2 separate regions of the Astyanax mexicanus genome follow, and region 2 is linked to region 1. Evidence: chromatin contacts called from public Hi-C data. All regions are on one chromosome and are shown on one strand. The core of a region is the stretch at or near the end of the contact, and the rest is flanking DNA. Distances in the headings are between cores, read along the strand shown.

Region 1 (6,380 bases), core at 2,950-5,449:
ACTTGCAAGACTGTTCCAGTTAGAAATGTGAAAATCAGACCTCCCAGTTTAGGGAGGGCAGAATAACTCCTTAACCTGCTCTTTATCTTCCTAGCAGACTAACTGTTTTTCTAGCTAGCTGGCTAACCAGATAGCTAGCAATTTTTCTAGCCACCAATCAGTCTTGTTTTGTCAGCTATAATTTCCTTACAATATAGTTAGTTGTTTACTTGTATAACTTCCTGTCCAGCTAGCTATTTATATAGCCAATTGGCTATCTAGCTATATATATGGAGCCATTAAGGAGTAGGAGTGCCATAAAGTTATCCAAAAGTAGTGTATAAGACTGGTGGAGGAGAACATGCCAAGGATTATTTCACTATTATTTCGCTTAAATCAACTATTGATTTCTGAACTATTAAAACCATCACTTTTCCTTTACCCTCTCTGTCTCACTCTTTTTTTATTGCTCTTTTTCTATCTTCTCTCTTGAGCTCCAGTTTTTGTTAAAGTGTGTGTGTGGTCTCCTATAAACATGTGTCTACACAGTTTCAGCCCACCGTTTAATGTTTAATCATTCTGTGCTGGTTGAATAACCCATGTGTATATTCTTATGGGAAGTTGCCATAGCATGACTACTGTGTGTGTGTGTCTGTGTGTGTGTCTGTGTGTGTGTGTGTTGGGCTCCCTTTTTATTGCTAGCGTGTAGTTGGTGACATTTACAGCCTGCCAAAGCAAACCTAAGATTTCACCTACCAGTGTGTGGAGCACTTTCTCTCCTGTTTTCCCATGGCCTCCCAGGAAAAAGTACTAAAGGAAAGCCAGGCTTGTAGAGATAAATGCACACAGTGACCTGTTTTCTGTAACATAGTTCTTCTTGCTTGGATTTCAGCATAAATCATTAATCGCACAATTGTTTTACTCGCCTTTTACAAGGTCCTGATGATTAATCATCTAGTACTGCAGCATGGCATTTTCAGCATGGCATTTTCAGGGATCTGACTTGAGCAATACACAACAGCTATCTGCTATATGAGCGGTCTGCTGCTGTTTAAATGACATTATCTACGCTAATGGTCTAGACGAGGTCATCCTGATGTGTGTGTGTGTGTGTGTGTTTGAGTTGCTGTCTGCTACTTAGTTGCTGTATAGCAGAGTTTGCTGCAGAGACAGATTTAAGAGGCTTATCTGTAACCAGGTCTGGTGTTCAAAAAATCCCACATTAAAGCAAGTCTGCTCGATCCCCACCACCACCCCCCAACCCCACTAATTGGCCACTCTGAGACTGAACTGCATATGAAAATAACCTGCACACATGGACTTACGTAACTAGTCTCTCTTTCCTTTTTTTCATAGTTGTCACATTTTTTTTTACACTGTACTTTGCAATTTGATACAGTTTAGCTTTTGATTTAATGGCAGATTAAACTACACGGTAGTAACCAACAGTCGTAAATAATGTTTTAGAGCAGGGGTGTCAAACTCATTTTATCAAGGGCCACATCGTCATAATGGCTGTCCTTAAAGTGCCAGATGTTACTTATAAATGTAACAAAATGTAACCAAATGTAATATAAACTGAATGTAACTACTCCTTAATATTTAATAACTCTGAATGTATTACTTATTCAATTAAAACATTACAGTTGCATGGAAAAAATGTTTGCTTGTTGCTCTGTTAACATAAATCCTTTTAATTAGTCATGTTATAAAATCCACGTCTATCAATCAAGGATCAAACTATTCAAGCGGATAATATGTGACGGTTCATAAAGAAAACACGTACCATTACACTCCTACTAAGACTTGAATGTAAACTAAGGGACTCCAACCACCGCTCCTCTGGGCCATGTCCACCACAGGCACGACACCTGTTGGGCGGGGCACCCGCAGCAGTGGTATGTTTTATTTTGTGCTTTTTTTTTATTGAAGGGGTAATCAAAATGCAATTCGTCAAACTTAAAGCTTGAAATGCTGTATTAGAATTGAACACTTTCTCTTATAAAGTGCAGTTAATTAAATCTTAATTGAAATATGTTTGTGTGCAACAACAAACGTTTTAAATATAAACTAAATAAGTTGAGAATATAACTTTTTTATGTGCAAAACTATAGGGACACTCTTTGAGCCATGGGGTAATTTTTACTTAAATTGAACAGTATTTCCTGGTGCCTTTCTTATGAGTTGAAAGGAAGTCAGATCATCCAAACAGTTAAACCTGTAAGTCTGTAGGTAACCGGTGCAGCAGCACACAGAAGAGTGGAGAGAGAGGAGGGGTTTAGTGTGAATGTGAGTGACAGACAACGGAACAAATCGTGTCCCTTATTGGTTCAATATGGGACGCAACATTTAGTTGCCCTAATTAAGACCTTTCAAGCTCTCGCGAGCCACATAAAAGGACGTGGCGGGCCATATTTGACGGGCCTTGATTTTGACACGTGGTTTAGAGTGTCTCTAATTTTTAGGTACTAAAATTACTTATTACTTACTTTTATCTAGCATAGATGGTACTGTAGGCATGGTAAAATTGTAGGTATGGGGGTTAGAAAACCCCAGTTTTGTACTGTTTTTTTTTTTTTTTTTTTTATGGGTAAAAATTTTTAATTATTTTATATTTAAAATTTTGGTTTGTCAGATAATACAACAATCGCAAACTTACTCTAGTCTGTCTCAATAATGGTGTTTTTTTTCCATTTTGTTTTGACGAAGATGATGTTGATTCTTTCTCTGAGTGACCTCAAAAGTCTTCAATTTAATTTCCGCATACCCTGTTTGAATCAAACCAGCAGTTTTGTTGTTGTTTTAAACTTGTTTCTCTGTGACGTGTCTTTTCCTGTTAAAACCTCTGAAACTCCACCACTTTTGGTTAATGGTCCATTAACCGCAAGCTCTTTATCAAGTCTGATCAGTACAGCCAGCAGGGGAGGAAACTTCTGCATGATCAGGTCCTGTGGCTCAGGTCACATGATTACAGTCTGCTCCATTGTACGTTGTGGCTGTGAAGTGCCTGGTCAAGGAGACACTAAAAACACTGCAGGGCCTGAGAGCGGACTGAGCCCACAACACACACTCCACACACTTTACACCTAATAATATGTGAGGGATACTGGGACCGTGTCCTCTCAGTAGAATTTTCATTTACACCTATAAGGGTGAGACATTGGAGCAGATGATGCTGAAGTAGTTTGAGTAGGATGTGCAGTAATATTGGGTGAGAGATTATGTACTCTGCTGACCTCTGCTGGTTGGGATGAAGCAACACTTAAACACTTTAAACTACTGAAACACTGAACTTGTTTAAAATGAAAAAAAAAAAAAAACAGATCACTTTTTTGTAAATAGTAGATTTAATTGTTAATCTAAATTCTTGTTGAATTGTTTAAAGGCAGGCCTGTTTAAAATGCACTGAGCTGATTGTTTTTCTCACCCTCTAGAGCTTCACACACTGCTCTGAGAATTGAGGAGTGTACATAGCTGGCAGCTACAGAAAAGCAAGTCTGTGCAAACAGTAATTACCGCTTGTGTCTTGCTGTGTTTCAGGGTAATGTTAGGGGGAAAATGTTTGTGGCTTACTTGGCAACCTTTTTTAAAGGCGTGGAAGTATGTTTTGTGCTCCTGCGTACTGTCTTAGTCTATGTTTAGACTGCAGACAAAAATGGATGTGTTTCTGTTGAGGTGACATCCACCCTGTTGTGGATCAGGTTGGATTTACATATCTCAACATTACAAACTTACAGTACTGTGATAAATGATCACCCCCCCAACTGAAATCAAGCATTTGCACTAATTTGCAATTAGTCTTTAGTCTTTAATCTCTCTGGAGGAATTTTTTTTGTCCACTCTTCTTTACAGAATTGTTTTAATTTGGCCACATAGAATTTTGAAGCTTGATCTGCATGTTAAAGTCAAGCATCACCAGATTATCTTTGTTTGACATTAAAGTTGATAATAAAAAGTATAACAAAAAAAAGCCAAAACAAAAGAAATCTGTAAGGGGCCATTTTTTTTTCTTCTTTCTCTGCACTGCGTCAGCATAGGTTTCCCATGGGTTTCTCTCAGTATGTTTGTTCACCAAATGCCGGTATGACTTTAGTGATGAAAGCTAACACTTCTTTTTTTTAATGCTTTTATTACAGGTGGATAATGCAAAGGTGCTGCACTACGTTGGGGCTGGTGTGGCTTTTCCCACGAGCATGCTGTTTGTGTGTCTCCAGTCTGCACTCACCTACCGCTTGGCTAAGACTCAGGGCGAGTATAACATGGGACACATGCGCCTCATCATGACTCTGCTGGCGTTTGTAGCCCTGGTGCTCAGTATCCTTCCACATTATAAAGATCTTGTTTGAGAAAAGGCTCAACCTTAAAGCACAGGAGAAAAATCCTGCTTTGTGTAGCTTTTATTTTTAGCCCTACTGTGATGCTTTTAATTTAAATCGGATTTTACACTTTTTTCTTTTTCTTTTTTTTATTTTTTAATAAGTGATCATAAATTGGGTATGGATCCAGTTTGTGATCATGTTACATAAATGTGAACAGTCATAGTCATAGGTAATATCTCAAGATCACAAAATCTTGGCACACAATAATGTAAAACCTGTTTTCATCCACTACAGTTATGCAAATTAACTTAAGTTGACACATGCTGTTTTTTTAGGAGCAGCATTATTGTCTTTTCAGACATTTGCAAAGTTTTTTATGACTATGGCCTTGCAGAACGAGTAGTGGCTCACACTAATAAAAGCTAAAATCTCTGTGTAACCCCAACAACATGTTCTCTTACAGCTTGATGTGTCATTGTATATTTAATAAAATCAAAAATAGGCAAAGGTATGAAAAACGTGGTGGATGGAAAAACTCATTGATGTGAGCATATGTGCCATTTCAGGGACAGATGATTTACTTTAGACAGATGCAAGTCACATACAGTGCCCTCCAAAGGAATTAGAACTGTGAGGTCAATCCCTTTATTTTTGCTGTAGACTGAAAACAGTTGAATTTTACATTAAATGACATAAAACAAATCTATATGAGACTAAAGATCAACATTTCAGCTATTATTTCCAGATACTTCCATCAGGATCTGATACACAGTTCAGAAGATGTACAAAAAAACATGTATGAGTTTAGACAGGAGGTGCTATCTTCTGAACTGTGTATCAGATCCAGTTGTTAATATGGAAATGAAAACTGAAATGTTGACATTTTGTCTTAAATTCATTCTTTTAATGTCAAACCTAAAATGTTTTCAGTCTACAGCAGAAATTAAGGGATCAACCTCACTGTTCCAATACTTGTAAAGCGAACTGTATATGTGAATGTAAACTGTCATGGTAGCTAAATCTTATCTGAGCCAAATAATTGAATTATTGAGTTTTGACCTGCCTTTTTAACAAATCTATGACCAGTTCTCTGAAGCTTCTCTTGGTTTTCAGTCTTTTGCTTGACCGCCACTACTCAACTCAGCTCAGTATTATTTGTAATAACGATGTTTTTTTGAGTAATAACTTTCCATGTATCTATTCAAATATAGCTGTACCTACTTGCTTCTCTGAGTTTTGTAAAATCTCTTGTTAATGCAGTTAATGAGTAAACAGGTTGTTTACTCTTTATAAGCCTCTGGTTTTCACTGTTGAAGCTCCTTAACTCTGCTTTCTCCAGGTGGAGTGTTTTTTGTTCAGGAGAGTTTTGTCCTGCAGCACGCCTCGGCCATCTTTGAGTGGGTTTTCTGCGTCATCATCATGCTGTTTTATGGCACATTTGCCTTCGAGTTTGCCGGCATATCCAGTAACACCATGATGGTTCTAGCCAGAGGAAGCGGTATGGGAAGCTCCAGCAGAGACCTCAAAATGGAGGCCCTCGGTGGAGCTAATCAGCACCAGCCTGAGAGCCTGTCCATGCTTTAACCCTCAGGAGAGAGAGGCACAGGACAGGCCTGCACCTGCTTCTCTCTCTCTCTCTCTGTTTCTCTCTTTTGTTCTAGCTCTATGCCTCCACATTTCTCTCAGCAGAAACATTCACTTACACATTCACACACATGTCCAACACGGGGTGCAGAGGAAAACACTACACCAGCAGAGGAAAATCAAAACCGAAACTTGATCCTGGATCTGCTGCCTTGATCTGAATTTTGCCAAAGGACTCTGCTCATGTTTTGCACATTGACTTTGTTGAGTTGACCAAATCGTTGTCCCTTCAGTAGTCAGTTCCTCATCAGCGTCGGACTCTGAAGACCCGTTAGTGAAGAGGTTTAAGGGTGGGAAGCAGGAGTGTTATCAAGATTAGATGGATATATGGAGGTAGTGTGTGTTCAAAGATTTGCAGGCTGGTCCTTTATGCAGCTAAATTGGTGACAGTCACCCAAACATGCATGTCTACATCCATAGCTGAGCTTTGAGATGACC
Region 2 (7,207 bases), core at 1,893-4,392, 40 kb before region 1:
TTTTTAGTAAAGAACATTTTCTAAAATTGCTCAAGTAAATGGGTTAGGAATTGCTATCATGTCCCATGAGTCCTGCCTTGAACAGCGATCTGAATTCTGCTGTTCAGATGGATAATTCTAGCCAGATGCTGCCAGTCACAATTATTACCACCCACTGCCCTATCCACTGTGGGTTGTGGTAATGTCTTCTATGAGGTATTCTGAGCATACAGATGACACTGTGGATTGAGGAATTTTAAATGCCTGCAGAACTTCTGGAATGGAATGTCCCATCCATGCCCAAACTAAAATGATTTACACTGTTGTACCATGAGTATGCTGGCCAGTGTAAAACCTCACTTACGAGATATCACTTCACAGCTTATGATATTGTTGTAATGATGCACTGGCTGTAATACATAAAATAGCATCTCCAGGCCTACTTGTAACTTTGTAATGCTGCGTAACCCTGTTTGTAGTGATATTTGTGTAATATTTTTTAATTAAACAGACAAATGCAGTTACACTTTCATGAGCCAGAGGAGCTAGATTAGACAATACAAAACATTTAGTGGTTTGTTAAATTGTTGTAGATGTATGTGGTGTGTAGTGATGCCAAGCAGAAAGATTTTGTTAAATTTGAAAGATAATAGACATTTTACCTATTATTATGTATAATTAGACAGTATTCTACAGTAGATATAATAATAATATGTTAATTATAATGATGTAGAACTGAATGAATAATGAATGAATAGTATGAAACTATTGGAGCAAAGCTGTAACTGCAGTGACCCCATAGTTCTGCACTAATAAGACTATTTAACCTCACGTTTAGCCTTACATTCAGGTCACACATTGAGCTTAGTCATGCTAATGCTGAGAACTATGGCTCACATGCTTGTAGCAGTCAGTCTGAGTACAGCTACAAGATTTCTGTGAATAGAGATATTGTTCATTTAGAGATTCGACTGTGCAGAAAAAAATTTAGATTATACAACATGATGTTTTACATCACACATTACACAAAACTTGAAAGAATTTATCCTTTCATCCCTGAAAGCCAGACAAATGAAATTCAGAAAATGGTCAGACGGTGCTGTTTTGAATAAGCCATCAGAGACAATTCACTCATAAAAGGGATCAAGTCAACTCGAGTCAAAAACAATTTAAGTAATTTGGGAAGAACAATAAGTTTCAGTAAATGTTTTAAACATTCAGAAAAAAATGAAAAAAGGGGAAGATAGATGAAGATTACATCGTTGCTTTTAAAATAGGTAAAAATCCTTCCTCTTTATATACAACTTTTTTGTAAGATTGTAAGACATGTCCTCTTTATATTTATGGTGGACTGCACTTGATAACTCCAAACTCCTACTACAAAAATAAAAATACACATACATGTTTGGGCACTCTGTATTTTCAGCAGATCCAAATACACAGATACTCTGTCATTCATAAAATAATAATCATGATATCATGATGGTGACCAAGAAGGAGTTCAGAACGCAGCTTACTTATTTATTTAACGTTGAAATTTGGATTAAATCTCATAACTAACACCCTCTCCTCTTCTCTGAGCCCCTCCCTCTGTCTCTCTCTCTCTCTCTCTCTCTCTCTCTCTCTCACACTCACACACTGTTCCTGCTTCTGTGAGGCATACGTTTGCCATATTTTATATTTTCTCTACTACCTTTTTAATCCACCTGTTTTTCTGTTGAAGTTAAAACTTCTTAACAATAGAAGTTTTACAGTGTGAACTGAGAGCTGCAGTGTGGTAGCGATAATTTCCTCCATTAACTGGCTGAATTTATTACTATAGAGAGAAAAAGATCCTTAACAATGGGACCCTGTCCTTGTTCCTTTTTTATATTGTACACTGATGCTTTTTGAAATCCAACTGGTACTTCAACATAGTTCAAAAGGGACAATCTATATTTAAAAAACACATAATTAACCAAATATTCTAGTGAATCTCAAAAAAATTTTATATCGTTAAATAAGTTACTTTATTTTAGTAATTCAGATCAAAATGAAAAACTCATAATTTATATAGTTGTATCACACACAGAGTGATCTATTTTAAGCATTTATTTATTTTATTATTGATGATTATGGCTTACAGCCAATGAAAACCCAAAAGTCAGTATCTCCACAATTTTTTATATTATATAAGATCAATTGGTACTTTTGTCAGTGTGCCAATTCTGCTGGAAAATGAAATCTGGACCTCCATAAAAGTTGTCAGCAGAGGGAAGAATGAAGTGCTGAAGATTTTCTGGGAAAACACTGCACAGACTTTGGACTTGATAGAAGACAGTGGACCAACACCAGCAGATGACATGACTCTCCAAACCATCACTGACCATCAGTAAATTTTGCATTTCATTTGTAAATCAAGGAACCAGAGTCTGGAGGAAGAGTGGAGAGACACACTTCTGCTTGAGGTCTAGTGTGAAGTTTCCACAATCAGTGATGGTTTGGAGAGACATGTCATCTGCTGGTGTTGGTCCACTGTGTCCAAAGTCAGTGTAGTGTTTTGTTGGGTATATGGTTGAGTAAAATGAACATTGTTGTTTTGTTCTATAAACTACGGACAACATTTCTCCCTAATTCCAAATAGAAATATTGTCATTTAGAGCATTTATTTGCAGAAAATGAAAAATTACTTAAATAATAAAAAGATCAAGAGCTTTCAGACCTCAAATCATGCAACAAAAAAAGATCATAATCATACAGGTTTAAGAGTTCAGAAATCAATATTTAGTGGAATAACCCTGGTTTTAATCACAGTTTTTATGCATCTTGGCATGTTCTCCTTCACCAGTCTTACACACTGCTTTTGGATAACTATATGCCACTCCTGGTGCAGAATTTCAAGCAGTTCAGCTTGGTTTGATGGCTTGTGATCATCCATCTTCCTCTTGATTATATTCCAGAGGTTTTCAATTTGGTAAAAACAAAGAAAGCCATAATTTCTAAGTGGTCTCTTATTATTATTTTTTCAGAGCTGTATATACACTAATGTTTATATAAGAGTAGCTAGTGTTGGGGGGCTGGTAGGAGGTCTGGAGGTGCTGCTGCTGGTGGTCTGCTGTAGAGGAAAGGTTGGTGCTGGAGGTGCTGGAGGTGCCATAGTTACAGCAGGGAGGGGGAGGAGCTGCTCCAGCTGTCTGATTTTAACCCAGCAGCTCCGCGCACACAGCGGGGCTACGCTAACACACGAGCCGGGAGGAGCAGCAGGGCAGCCGGAGGACCTCGCTTTGGGAGGAGACGCAGAGCCGCGGGGCGTTTCAGCGTTACTGCTGCGGCCGCTTGTTGAGCGCCGGCACGGGGAGGCGGCGGCGGAGTCTCTCCCAGACCCGGTCAGTCCGCCCGGGAACCGGGGGAACAAAAGGTGGGAGAGAGAGAGCGGAGTACTGTCCCTCATCAGAGGGGGAAGGTAAGACCCTGCAGGACCTGCTGCTGCTGCTGCTGCCCTGAGATACAGGAGCTGTAGCCCACCTTTACACCACCGCTCAGAGACACTGAACCCGCCGCTCCCTTCAGCCATTTTACTCCCAGACAGAGTGTTCGGAAAGTTTAGAGGATGAAGTTTTGTTCCTTATTCCAATTTTTTCGCTCCACCTTAAATGGTACAGCGGTTTCAGACCGTAGTGCGAGCAGCCACCGTAGTCTAACCGCTGAGCGATTTAAGGTGGACCGAAAAATCAACACGAGAATTCGAGCTCCGGTTTAAAGTTGTCGAGCTAATGTTTTTACTTCTCTTACTGTAAAACTGGAGCTTTTCCTTCACAGTTTCATTATTAAACTCAGTTAAAGGTCAGATCATTCCCGCCACATATTTATTTTCTCTTTATTATTTAGCTACATTAATCTCATCTCATTATTTTCATAACAACGACAGTATATTGAGCTGCTATCTCATGATTTTGAGATACTAATTCAACACTTTGAGATACTAATTATTTTGAGATACTAGGGCATATGTTTGAGATGCTTTCTCGTCATTTTGAGATATTATCTTATTCTATTCAAATTCTATCTCAGATCAAGATGCAAAGTCACAATTTTAGGATTCTGTCTCATTGTTTTGAGATATTTGGTTCTCATTTTGTGATGCTATCTCGTCATTGATATATGCTATATCATGATTTTGAGATCTTATCTCATCATTTTGAGATACTAAGTCATTATTTTGAGATCTTATCTGAACATTTTGAGATCTTATCTGAACATTTTGCGATCTTATCTCTTCATTTTGAGATACTAAGTCATCATTTTGAGACCTTATGTCATCATTTTAGGATATTAAGTCATAATTTGTATCTGATCATTTTGAGATATAAAGTCATAATTTCTCATTTTGAGATACTAAATCATTTTAAGATCTTATCTTATCATTTTTAAATCTTATAATTTTGACATCTTATCTCATCATTTTGAGATGCTATGTCATCATTTTACAATTCTATCTTATTATTTTGAGATACTAGGTTGTAATTTTGAGGTAATGGTATACAGAAGCCACTGATTATTGTTTTTATACCAAATGAAAAAAGAAAAAAATCTAATAATGACTTTGTGTCTCAACATCATAAGATCTCAAAATAATGGAATATTATCTGAAAATGACTTAATAATAAAACTTATGTGCTAGATTTTTTTCCCCCCATACAATTACGGTAGCTATATAGTGGCACAAAATATGATTAAAATTGAGGTATTACCTAACCTGACATTGGTAGCGTTCCACGTTCCTGTAACTAATTTTTTCCCTTATCCCCTCACAGTTATGGTCCACACAGAGATGAAGGCTTTGGAGCTCGTCCCAAGACCTTAAATGCGAATTGATGAGCAGAGGGTGACAGGCTGGCGAAGGCGAAGGAAGAAGCGGAGCTGTGCGGCGTGGCTGTGGAGGAGAGCTGGGTGGAGATGATGTCTTTGTGGATGATTTTACCCGTCAGCCTCCCAGCCCTTACCATCACAGGGATATGGGTCGTGTGAGTGCTCCTGTCTATTCTCCTCAGCGTCATACAAGTATTACATTTTTACCTCCTAGGATACAAAGGAAGCAAGGGTTTGCGTGTTCAGATTTATCAGACCTGGCACCCCAAATTAATTTACATTAAATTAAGCCAGCAGCCCAAATTAGATTACATTCAGTTTCTTCATTTTACCTGCAATCATTTTGTGCCTAATAAAGCGAAATGTAACATTACTTGATAAGTTAATGTTTTTATCAATATGTTTAGTTATTTTTCCTTTCACACAGATGAGTCAAAATAAAATAAAAAATATTAGAAATGCATCAGAATAATTCGAAGCAGTGCCATCAGGAAAGCCCACAGGGGTAGCTGCTAAATAAGAGTTAAATAAAATCACACAGAGCAACATATAGAAGAATATTTATTAACCAGCTTAGTTTTTTTTTTCTTCAGAGCATTTTAAAGGATTTTTTTATTTTATTTAATAGTTCAGAGAGAAATCACATTTATGCTATACATAAATCCATTAGCCAAAACATGTTGGGTTTGACAATTGATTCTTTACATTAACAATAAATTCTGATTCTATTCAATTATTTTTAAAAGGGGTGTAGATGTGAGTTACCTACGGTGTGTAGCTTAAGTAGGCTAATGGTTTGTTAGTACACTTGCACAATTATACTGTGAAAAAAAACAAAGTGGTTAGTGATGAGATTGCACATGTACTTTGTCCAGAATTTCTTTTTAGCCTACAGTTGCTGCGGTTATAAGAAGCTAATAAGTTGACATGGGCAGGTTTGTGTAACAGCACTGCCTTACCTGTGGCAAAGGAGAGGTATGATTCTATGGCTGCATAAGCACAATTTACTACACCTAGGGCTAGCTTTGTAACATGTAAATCAAATGTAAGTCTCTCTGGATAAGAATGTCAGGCAATGTAAAAAATGAAAATGTCTCTTAATTTCAAATGTTTCTTTTGTCAGATCAGCATAAACTTTATTGATGAATAAATTAATTTATTAAGCTTTTTTGTGCTTGTCTTAAGAAGTGAGCACAAGAAGTGAGTTTCACTGTGACTGCTGTGCAGTAACAGTGAATTGCTATTGCTAAGGGTCTTTTTCTATCTGCGTGATCTCGTAGGCCTCAGGCACAGGACGTCTTCCTTGTGAATATCAATTCACAGTGACTTTCTATTAATGAGCTTATATAGCCTGGCCTTTGGCTTCCTAGGGATTTGTTCTGATGTAGCTGTCTTATTTGAGACATTACTGCTAGAAGGACAGGCTCTCTGCTTACTTCTCTCTGCTGTGAGATGTAGTCATATTCCACTGCTGGTGGTAATATTCTAACCCCTTGTTCTGGTATAACCCAGACCTTTTCTGCACATTTTTACATTGCATTGAGATCCTAACACATCTGATCCAAGTAAGCAGCTGATTAATACTGCATACTGGTATTGAAGTGAGAGCGTGTTGATCTACATTTTTTTTGTTGATATACATTGATTTTGCATTTTTTGCTTTAATTTGATTCAGGTCTGATTTTTTCAGGGTTGTGTGGCATGTCAAATACATTTTTTGTTTAAATTGGCTTGAGTCATTTTAATGTGTCTCTAAAAGATTGGATGCATGTCAGATTAATAAGCCTGTGATGTTAATGTAAATTGTCAGACTTGGGTTTATGCGTTATTTTGTCTGTACGCATACACATCATCATCAGCTCATGCCAGCATTTGAATCCCCTTTGAATGCACTTTCTGGCACAACAGATTGTGCTTGTGATTTTATTTTTCCTCTGAGATAACATCGTTTATGGGAGGCCGGATTCTCTCTGGGAGTCAGAATTTAGCACAGCACCAGCAATACAGCAAAACAGAGGCAACATACATCAATGCGTTAGTGTGCACTTGATTGCTGTTTTAAAGATATATTTGTTCATGTTACAGACAGATGCAGGTCATTTATATATTGAAATATTGAGTGTGAACAGATGTAGTCATTAGTTAACAGTCACAATAGCCAAATTCAATCTGAGCCAAAAATCTGAATAGATTAATGGGCTTGTAATGTGAACAAAGCCTTAGTGTTGGGAAAGCACTGGAATGTGCAGGACAGAGGGTCCTTCAGGATATAAATGTGCTTTTTTTGCATTAGTTAAGTTGCTTTACACAAAATATTCATTGTCGTCATGTGGCAATCCCGGAGAGGAAGATAGATGTACTTGTGAAACTGTTGAGGTAG

What was found. Hi-C and Micro-C count contacts between places; a contact is called where the count stands out from the background.
Region 2: a contact with region 1 is called in a Hi-C map of muscle, with 11 times the contacts expected there. The contact joins the promoter of zgc:154058 here to the enhancer-like site in region 1. A contact is called at or near these places in 2 of 3 Hi-C or Micro-C datasets (both in muscle).

The regions. Positions count from the first base shown.
Region 1 is chr7:28,238,455-28,244,834 of AstMex3_surface, reverse strand. zgc:154058 (Frag1/DRAM/Sfk1 family protein) reads left to right here. Exons shown (of 8, transcript XM_007237749.4): 7 at 4,116-4,293; 8 at 5,638-6,380. The coding sequence ends at 5,882. Among protein-coding and RNA genes, the nearest start is that of mat1a, 18 kb to the right of the region's middle. Within about 2 kb of position 4,199, the one cell type or tissue checked has an H3K27ac peak away from gene starts, as active enhancers do.
Region 2 is chr7:28,277,002-28,284,208 of AstMex3_surface, reverse strand. It overlaps zgc:154058 (Frag1/DRAM/Sfk1 family protein), which reads left to right and starts at 3,142. Exons shown (of 8, transcript XM_007237749.4): 1 at 3,142-3,421; 2 at 4,773-4,982. The coding sequence starts at 4,915.